Linked DNA regions of Zea mays: region 2 is linked to region 1. A link is a contact called in public Hi-C data. All regions are on one chromosome and are shown on one strand. The core of a region is the stretch at or near the end of the contact, and the rest is flanking DNA. Distances in the headings are between cores, read along the strand shown. Region 1 holds the start of LOC109944853 (transcription initiation factor IIA subunit 2). Region 2 holds the start of LOC103650687 (cellulose synthase-like protein G2).

Evidence for each region. Hi-C and Micro-C count contacts between places; a contact is called where the count stands out from the background.
Region 2: a contact with region 1 is called in a Hi-C map of leaf, with 8 times the contacts expected there. The contact joins the promoter of LOC103650687 here to the promoter of LOC109944853 in region 1. A contact is called at or near these places in 2 of 25 Hi-C or Micro-C datasets (both in leaf) and 1 of 3 datasets of contacts at active chromatin or transcription factors (leaf).

Annotation. Positions count from the first base shown.
Region 1 is chr3:146,887,075-146,891,855 of Zm-B73-REFERENCE-NAM-5.0, forward strand. LOC109944853 (transcription initiation factor IIA subunit 2) reads right to left here and starts at 2,063. Exons shown (of 4, transcript XM_020550340.3): 1 at 1,051-2,063; 2 at 1-97. The coding sequence starts at 1,098.
Region 2 is chr3:147,099,661-147,104,441 of Zm-B73-REFERENCE-NAM-5.0, forward strand. LOC103650687 (cellulose synthase-like protein G2) reads left to right here and starts at 2,686. Exons shown (of 5, transcript XM_020550344.3): 1 at 2,686-3,632; 2 at 3,958-4,065; 3 at 4,290-4,400; 4 at 4,491-4,706. The coding sequence starts at 2,952.

The DNA of each region.
Region 1 (4,781 bases), core at 813-3,312:
CCGGGCTGACGGCCCCGCTGGAGACGAGCTCGTCCAGCGTCTCGGTGAGGCAGGTGCCAATGGTGGACCTCCGGTAGAGCTCGAATGTGGCCATCCCCTGCATGCAACGCACACGCCGGGCCTCAACAGCGTCAGGAACACACCGCGGAGAACCTGGGTCCTGGGATAATCAGGGCGGATAGGATATCTCCCAAGTCACGATGAAAAACTCAGACTACCTCCGGCATAAGGTATTCCATTCCAATGCACAAGTGAATGAATCAAGTAACCCCCCCCCCCCCCCCCCCCCCCCCCCCCCCCCCCCCCCCCTCCTCCCGAACCACATGACGACGACGCTTGCAGGGGCAAACCCTAACTGAAACTCGTCGGCGCGGCGATGAGCGGCGGCGGAGGCCGAATCGGGCGCGTGTACCTAGCAAAACCCGCGAAAAAACTGTGGAGATCGAAGGCCTTACACGAGGATGATCGAGGCTCACCTGGCGGATTGGGCGAGGAGGAACGGCGCAAGAGCAGGCCTTGACGGACGGAGGCGGAGCACAGAGCGATCGCGACGGGGGAGGGAAAGGAGGAGAGGGACTGCGGGAGAGGCGGAGGAGGAGGGAATTCGAAATCTGGCTTCTTATATACGGACGGAGACGGAGACGGAGGTGGGAGAAGAGGGATTATATAGGACGGATCGGATCCTGTTCATTCTCTTCCGCATGTCGGTGCCAGTTATTGATTCTACCCCTCCAGATTGCCATTTGGTTATTGGCATACAACTGTCAGCTGTACAAGGACGACCGCACACATCTCATCTCATCTCCTCCCCTCCCCCTCTCCTTTGGATCATTTGTCGTTTTTCTTTTCTTTTTTTCCTTTTCCTTTTCTTTAGTTAACACACAAAAAATACTTCTTTTATAGTTGGAAGACGTTTGGTTAGACTAAATATAACACGATCCAATTACACTTGTAAACAGATACCAATACAATCATTTGTTTAAGTGTGGTAGGTAATGGAATACCCTGTAATCAAATATCGATCCATTCATCTACCCAGTGAATCCATACCGATGCCTTCGTGACGGTATCGTCTCCCCCGTGTGAACTCCCTCGCATTCCTCTCCTCACGCCGCCTCCACTCGTGCAGTCGCCTCCCTTCGCGCCGCCGCCTCTCCTCGCGTCGTCGACCGCCTCTCACCGGTGAGGATGTATCCTCCTCTCTATCCCTCCCTCTCCCTCTTGCATCCAGCTTTATCCCCAAGTTTTCTCCGAAACCCTAACCTCCCCGCGCGCCCGTGAGTATAGCAGCACGTCCTGAGCCTACAACAAAGTTGATGCTCGGTGGGTTTTGGAGCCTTGTTTGTGAGGTTCGGTCGATTTTACAGGCAGTCTAACGATCTGCTCCTGGTACTTCTGGTTCAGGGCGCCACCTCATCAGGTACTGCTAGCTGGAAGCTTTGTACCCCTTGAAAAAGTTCAGATTTGATTTCTACTTGATGTGGTGGTCTGGATCTGGTTCATTTGTCTTTGGGGTCTTGAGATGCTCATGATGATTCCATGATGATTAGTATGTGATTAGTAAATACCACTATGTCGTGCCTTCCACTCTCTCTATCTCTCTGTGATAAAAAAGTCGCATTTTTAGTCCAGAGAAGTTAGGGAAATGCAAGGAAGAACAACATTTTGTTGTAGCTAGGTGAGGAGGAGAGGGAACGAAGCTCAATTTAGATATCTAATAAATAGTATCCTCCTTCCTGACCTACAGATGATTTTGCAGGGAACATGATATGATTCCCAACACGAAAGCTAAAGCTTTGGTTCAAATGACCATATATTCTCATCTTTTAAGGGCCCCTCTTCTGCTTATGGATGAGATTGATAATCCAGAAACGGGCAATAGGACGGTTTGGGTCAGATAATCTAGAAACCGGCAAATAATCATGACCTCAAGAATATATGCATCTTCTACTCATGTTGATTTCCAGCATTGAAATCTATGTCTACTATACATATATTAACGCCATTATGGCCCGTCTAGTTTGAATTTCCTGATCTTATTTTACTATATTATCCTTGAACATCACTATGGTTCGTCTTCCTTTATCTACATGAATAGTGAAAGTCGCCTAGAGGGGGGGGGGTGAATAGGGCGAAACTGAAATTCACAAAATTAATCACAACTACAAGTCGGGTTAGCGTTAGAAATATAATTGAGTCTGAGAGAGAGGGTGCAAAACAAATCGCAAGCGAATAAAGAGTGTGACACGCGGATTTGTTTTACCGAGGTTCGGTTCTTGCAAACCTACTCCCCGTTGAGGTGGTCACAAAGACCGGGTCTCTTTCAACCCTTTCCCTCTCTCAAACGGTCCCTTGGACCGAGTGAGCTTTTCTTCTCAATCACTTGGAACACAAAGTTCCCACAAGGATCACCACACGATTGGTGTCTCTTGCCTCAATTACAAGTGAGCTTGATCTCAAGAAAGAATGAGAAAGAAAGAAATCCAAGCGCAAGAACTCAAAACAACACAACAAATCACTCTCACTTAACACTAAAGCTTTTGTGGAATTGGGAGAGGATTTGATCACTTGGGTGTGTCTTGTATTGAATGCCTAGCTCTTGTAAGTGGTTGGAAGTGTGAAAACTTGGATGACTTGAATGTGGGGTGGTTGGGGGTATTTATAACCCCAACCACCAAACTAGCCGTTTGGTGGAGGCTGCTGTCGCATGGCGCACCGGACAGTCCGGTGCGCCACCGGACAGTGTCCGGTGCGCCAGCCACGTCACCAGGCCGTTGGGTTCCGACCGTTGGAGCTCTGACTTGTGGGCCCGCCTGGCTGTCCGATGGAGCACCGGACAAGTCCTGTAGACTGTCCGGTGTGCCACCCGCGCGTGCTGGCGCGCATTTAATGCATTGCAGTCGACCGTTGGCGCGAAGTAGTCGTTGCTCCGCTGGCTCACCGGACAGTCCAGTGTGCACCGGACATGTCCGGTGAATTATAGCGGAGCGGAAATCCGAAGCTGGCGAGTTCAGAGTCGCTCTCCTCTGGGGCACCGGACACTGTCCGGTAAATTATAGCCAAGCGCCTCTGAAAATTCCCGAAGGTGCGAAGTTTGGCTTGGAGTCCCCTGGTGCATTGGACACTGTCCGGTGGCACACCGGACAGTCCGGTGCGCCAGACCAGGGCTGCCTTCGGTTATCCCTTGCTCTCTTTTGTTGAACCCTTTCTCTTAGTCTTTTTATTGGCTAAGTGTGAACCTTTGGCACCTGTATAACTTATAGACTAGAGCAAACTAGTTAGTCCAATTATTTGTGTTGGACAATTCAACCACCAAAATCAATTAGGAAATAGGTGTAAGCCTAATTCCCTTTCAATCTCCCCCTTTTTGGTGATTGATGCCAACACAAACCAAAGCAAATATAGAAGCGCATAATTGAACTAGTTTGCATAATGTAAGTGCAGAGGTTACTTGGAATTGAGCCAATATACATACTTATAAGATATGCATGGATTGTTTCTTTTATTTTTGACATTATGGGCCACGCTTGCACCACTTGTTTTGTTTTTGCAAATTCATTTGTAAATCCTTTTCAAAGTCCTTTTGCAAATAGTCAAAGGTAAATGAATAAGAGTTTTGAGAAGCATTTTCAAGATTTGAAAATTTCTCCCCCCTGTTTCAAATGCTTTTCCTTTGACTAAACAAAACTCCCCCTTGATAAATTCCTCCTCTTAGTGTTCAAGAGGGTTTTAAGATACTGATTTTGAAAATACTACTTTCTCCCCCTTTTGAACACAATGAGATACCAATTTGAAAAATCATACCAATTGAAAAACGCTTTTTTTTTTAAATTAGGTGGTGGTGCGGTTCTTTTGCTTTGGGCTCATGCTCTCTCCCCCTTTGGCATAAATCACCAAAAACGGAATCATTAGAGCCCTCGAAATAACTTTCTCCCCGTTTGGTAAAAGACATATGAGTGAAGATTATATCAAAAGATGGAGAGATGCTCGGAGCGACGGCGAAGGATGAGTGACGTAGTGGAAGCCTTTGTCTTCGCCGAAGACTCCAATTCCCTTTCAATACACCTATGACTTGTTTTGAAATTCACTTGAAAACATATTAGTCATAGCACATGAAAGAGATATTGTAACGCCCTGAATTTGGGGTAGAATTTTTTTTCCTTCTTCTCCCCCACCAAATTCAGGCGTTACCATTTCCTTTTCCCTTTTCTCCTCGCTAAACCTTGATCTTTTCCAAAGTTATAGCGGGTTTTGGCTTTAGATCTTGTGTAAAGCAAAACCCTAAAATGCTTTATTTTGTTTGCCGCACCATGCCGAGCTATGCATTTATTTTGTTTGGTTGAGATTGTGGAAATCAATCATCTAAAATTGAAGAAAAGGAAAACCTTTTTCTCTCTTCCCTCCCCCCTCCTTCCTCATTTCGGCCCAGCCGCCCCCCCCCCTTGGCGCGCGCGGCCCAGCCGGCCGGCCCAACCGGCCTTTTCCCCCCTTCCCGCGTGGGCCCCGCGGCGGCCCAGCCGCCCCCCCTCCCCCGCCGTGGGCCGGCCCAGCCGCGCCTCCCTCCCCCTTTGGGCCCAAGCGGCCCAGCCGCCCCCTTCCCCTTTTTTTCTTCCAAAATTTCCCTCCCCGCGGGCCCCGCCCGTCATTCTCCCTCCCTCTCTCCCTCTCCCTAACCCTAACCGCCGCCGCCGTCGCCCTAGGGCCGCCGCTGCCCCTTCCCCCGCGCCGTGGGCGCGCTCGCCCCAGCCTCGGCCGCCCCTCCGGCGAGCCGCCCCGCCCCG
Region 2 (4,781 bases), core at 1,436-3,935, 210 kb after region 1:
AGATGCGATGCTGGATACGAGGCTAGGGCGGATGTGGTGGCCACCACGAGCTGTAAGAAGCTCGTTGTGGACATGCACTATGAGGCCCGCATCCAGGCCATCATCACCTACCACGGCTCCGTCCTTGGGGAGAAGGTGACCAAACCTCAAGCCTGAACCATGTCGTTGACCAGGGAGCAGTACCTGCAGGTAAAGTCATGCATGTTTGGTACCAGTACTCAATGCATGAATTTTATTTTATCTTCTGATATGCACTTTATGTGTTTAATTTGCAGGTGATTCCACATTGGTGCACCGCACATCCTCTGTGCTGGGAGCAGATGGTGGATAGGTGGTGTTCGGCTGAGTGGGACGAGGCACACACAGCTAGCCGGGAACGGCGTTTGATGATGCAAGGCCCGTCCCACCACCAAGGCAGCCGGAGCCTGGGCCAATATGCCGAAGCATGGGTACGCCACCTTTTTTATTTAGATATATAACACTAAGTTAGATATTATTTCTAACTATCTCGTTGGTTTTTGTTGCAGTCGGCGTCACATGGTGGCAGGCCTTGTTCCACCTTCTCGGCCTATGCTATGGCCCATAAGGGTAAGGCGACGTCCGACGTCATCTACAACCCGGATGACGGGCCCGAGGCCTACACCAACCCCGCCGTCTACAGCCGCCTCCATGACTACACCGCCATGGCGTAGGAGGTCCATGGCCCAGACTATGATCCGAGCACCGAGCCGATCGACCCTGATGTGCTGATGAGGGTCGGAGGAGGCAAGAGACATGGGCGGTACTGGATTGTTGACGGGGCAATCGACTCGTCCTCCACTCCCACTCTGTCTCAGGTGAGAGCAAGGAGCACGGGTTCGAGTCCAGCCATACGACCTCGGCACGACAGCTCACAGCATCGCATACAGCAACTCGAGGTTAGTGCTTATGTAACTCGTCCTTTCTTGAGTTATATACCTTCTCTTTGAGTTACTATAACGTTGGCTTGTAATATTACAGACCCAACTAGAAGAAGAGAGCAGGGAACGTCAAGAGATGGAGGCGAGGATAATGGCGGAGCGGGCGGCGGCTGATCAGAGGATGGCGGAGATGTTCCAGTACATGCAGAGCCTTGGCGCCGCACAGGGCATCGCTCCGTCACCTCCATTGTTCCCCCAGTTGACCCTACTCTCTTCCACACTCCTGTGAGTATCAAAATTGTAGTTACATGTTTGTAATGCATCTGGTATAACACATGTAATCTCTTCTCTGTGCAGGGCCAATCTGGGGCGGCATCCAACAACCCTCCGGAAGGGTTCAGCCCAACGCAGCCCAGGTCAAACCGCCCACCTCCATGAGTGGTGTTTTCATTGTTGTAGACTTCAAAACTTATGTATAATACTTATGTCTGTGTTTGATACTTATGTGAGAGCTTGCGACGTTTGAGACTTATGTTTGTGTTTAATACGTGTGTTGAACACTTATGTTTGTGATGGATATTTATGTTTGTGTTGGCTATTTATGTCTGTGATGATATCTGTGATGTATATATGTGATATGTATGTGATATCTTCTGTTTGTGTGGATGGAATACAAAAAACAAATAAAAAAGGTATATACTGGTCACTTTGCCGAGTGTTACACTCGGCAAAGAGCACAGACCTGGGCACCGGCTTAGGTTCTTTGCCGAGTGTTATGTCGCTGGCACTCGGCAAAGAGGTCGGCTTTGCCGAGTGCCGCACAAAACACTCGGCAAAGAGCCTGACATGGGGACCCTCTCTGGCGGGCTCTTTGCCGAGTGTCCCAACTGGCACTCGGCAAAGAAGACGGCTTTGCCGAGTGCTGCCAGAAAGACACTCGGCAAAGATATCTTCGTTGCCGAGTGTCAACGTTGACACTCGGCAAAGCCGCCGTCTCCATCACCCAGCGCCGTAACGGCCGCTTTTCTTTGCCGAGTGCTCCCTGGCACTCGGCAAACATCTTTGCCGAGTGCCCGACAAAAAGCACTCGACAAAGAAGGCTTTGTCGATGTACTGTTTGCCGAGCCTTCTTTGCCGAGTGTTTTTAATGCTTCGCCGAGTGCTTCAGGCACTCGGCAAAGCTATTGATTCCGGTAGTGACTCGGTGTTGTTGAAAACAGTAACCGAAGTGGGGGAATAGTGTCTGGTATTCGCGCCCTCACGTCGTTGTGGGTGGTGAAAGTAGATTTGAACGCGGTCGCATAGTCCTTTGTTGACTTCGTTGTCTTCGATGGGGTCAGTGTTCGTACATTGTGCATTAAATGCGCACGTCCTGAGGTTCTGAGAATTTTCGTCGAGGACGGGCTCGTGGCTGGACCCTCGCCCGAGATGCCCTCAGCGAGGCAGATATGCATTTTCCATCCAAGGGTGCCCCTGGTGAGTCGCAGACCCATGCAGGCGTAGCGTTCACCCGAGGATGGGCTCGAACGAAGCGTAGTTGTGCGGCCGGCAAGCGAAGCCTTGGGTGAATCGTGATTTGGTCCTACATGATCTTGGAGGTCTGGCAGCGCGTTTACTCTGTGATTCCCTGGTACTCGAGTGTTCTGGTATGATTAGGGATATAATCTGGTTACTCTTAATTATGATACCCAACAAGTAAATATAATTTAATCATAAAACTAATTATATATATAAACTAAATCACAAGACAAATTTATTAAATCTAATTAGTCCATGATTCGCTAATATGATGCTACAGTAAGCATTTGCTAATTATGAATTAATTAGGATTAAAAATTATTATCCACGTGTGTTAAAGTAAATCAGAGTATAAATTAGTTTAAGTTATACTCTAATTCATCTTAATTCACGCGGATTGAGCTGAAGGCCGTAGGGCCGTAGGGTGATGCCCAGTCCCAGTCTCGGCCGGCCAGCTCTCTTTTAGTAGAGACACTCTGCCACAGCGTAGCCTAGCATAGCGTCCACTAGCTAGCTAGCTAGCTAGCATCAGTCATGGAGGATGGCGCCGAGAAGGCGACGACACCGGATTCTTCTTCTTCGCAAGCGGCACCGCCAGCGCTGAGCGCGGTGTACGTGAACAGGCGCCTCGTGGCGGGCAACCGCGCCATGGCCGCCGTCCACGTCGCGCTGGTCGCCACGGTCATCGGCCAGCGCGCCCTGGCGCTGCTCTCTGCTGGAACCAGCAGCGCGTCGCCCGCGTCCCGGTCCCTGCAGGTGCAGCACGTGGCCATGGCGCTGGCCGACCTGACGCTGCTGTTCGTGTGGGCGCTGTCGCAGTCGGGGCTGTGGCGTCCCGTGACGCGCGCCGCGTTCCCGGGCCGGCTGCTGGCGGCGGTGCCCCGCGGCGCGCTCCCGCGCGTGGACGTGCTGGTGGTGACGGCCGACCCGGACAAGGAGCCGCCTCTCGGGGTGGTGAACACGGTGGTGTCGGCGATGGCGCTGGACTACCCCGGCGGCAAGCTGAGCGTGTACCTGTCGGACGACGCCGGGTCGCCGCTCACGCTGCTCGCCGCCCGTAAGGCCTACGCCTTCGCTGCCAGGGCCTGGGTGCCCTTCTGCAGGAGGCACTCCGTGCAGTGCCCCTGGCCGGACAGGTACTTCGCCGGCGACGACGACGACGCTGACGGCGATCGGCGGCGGGAGGAGCTCGCGGAGGAGAGGGCAAGAGTCAGGGTACATGTCTGTCTGTCTGTCTCTAGTGTTTTGCTTTTGATTAGACTATTTTTTTTCTTTTCCGGTCCCTCTGGGCGTGACGTGTGTGATGACGTCAAAGTGGCACATCGGGATGGAGTCTCCAACACACTCCAAAGTCCAAACTCCAAAGTGCCGTAATCAGTGTCACGTGGAAGTGGAACAACCATTTTCGTCCTCATGCATTGCATGCATGGTAACGAAAATAGAAAAAAAACACGAGGGTGGGGTAGTGGCCTGACGTGGACAGGTAACTGGATTAGGGCTGGTTTTGTGTGGCCTGCTGATTTATTTATTTATTTTTCAGAAACTATACGAGAAGTTGAAAGCGGATATAGAGGCGGCTAAGAATGACGAGACTATTTCTGGGAGCTGGTCAAAAGACAAACGTCAGAATCACGATGCTTACGTGGAGGTAAAACTTGTTACTCACTCCCTTCTAATGACCGAGGAAAATTAAGAGTGAGATTGGTTGAAGACTCAATTAGACCGAAAAGACTTTATTCTAGTTTTTAAGAATAGAGTTATTTTATTATGTGTTTTGTAAGTAAATCAAATATCTAGAAAATAGAAATAAAGTTTCTCAGCTTCTTTCTTATTAAATACCGACGCACCATAAGAGCATCCGATCCGTGGCAGATCATCGAAGACGGCGACGGCGTTGAGGAGATTCCGGCGCTGGTGTACGTAGCCCGCGAGAAGCGGAGAGCGTGGCCTCACCACTTCAAGGCCGGCGCTCTCAACGCCCTGGTACATTATAGGCACAGATTTTGTAGTAATCTGGTCTGGACTGGAACAACAACAACAACAATAATAATAATGGATCATGCATGCATGCAGCTGCGAGTGTCGGGCGTGGTGAGCAACGCGCCCTACGTGCTGGTCCTCGACTGTGACATGGCCTGCAACAGCCGCGCCTCCGCCCTGGACGCCATGTGCTTCCTCCTCGACCGCAGGCCGCCGCCGGACAGCCTCGCCTTCGTGCAGTTCCCGCAGCTGTTCCACAACCTCAGCCACAAGGACATCTACGCCAACGAGCTCAGATACATCTTCGGGGTATATATATACTAGCTAGCTACCTACCATGCATCTTAATTTGCTTATTGCTTGTCGTTAACCCCGCCGCCGATC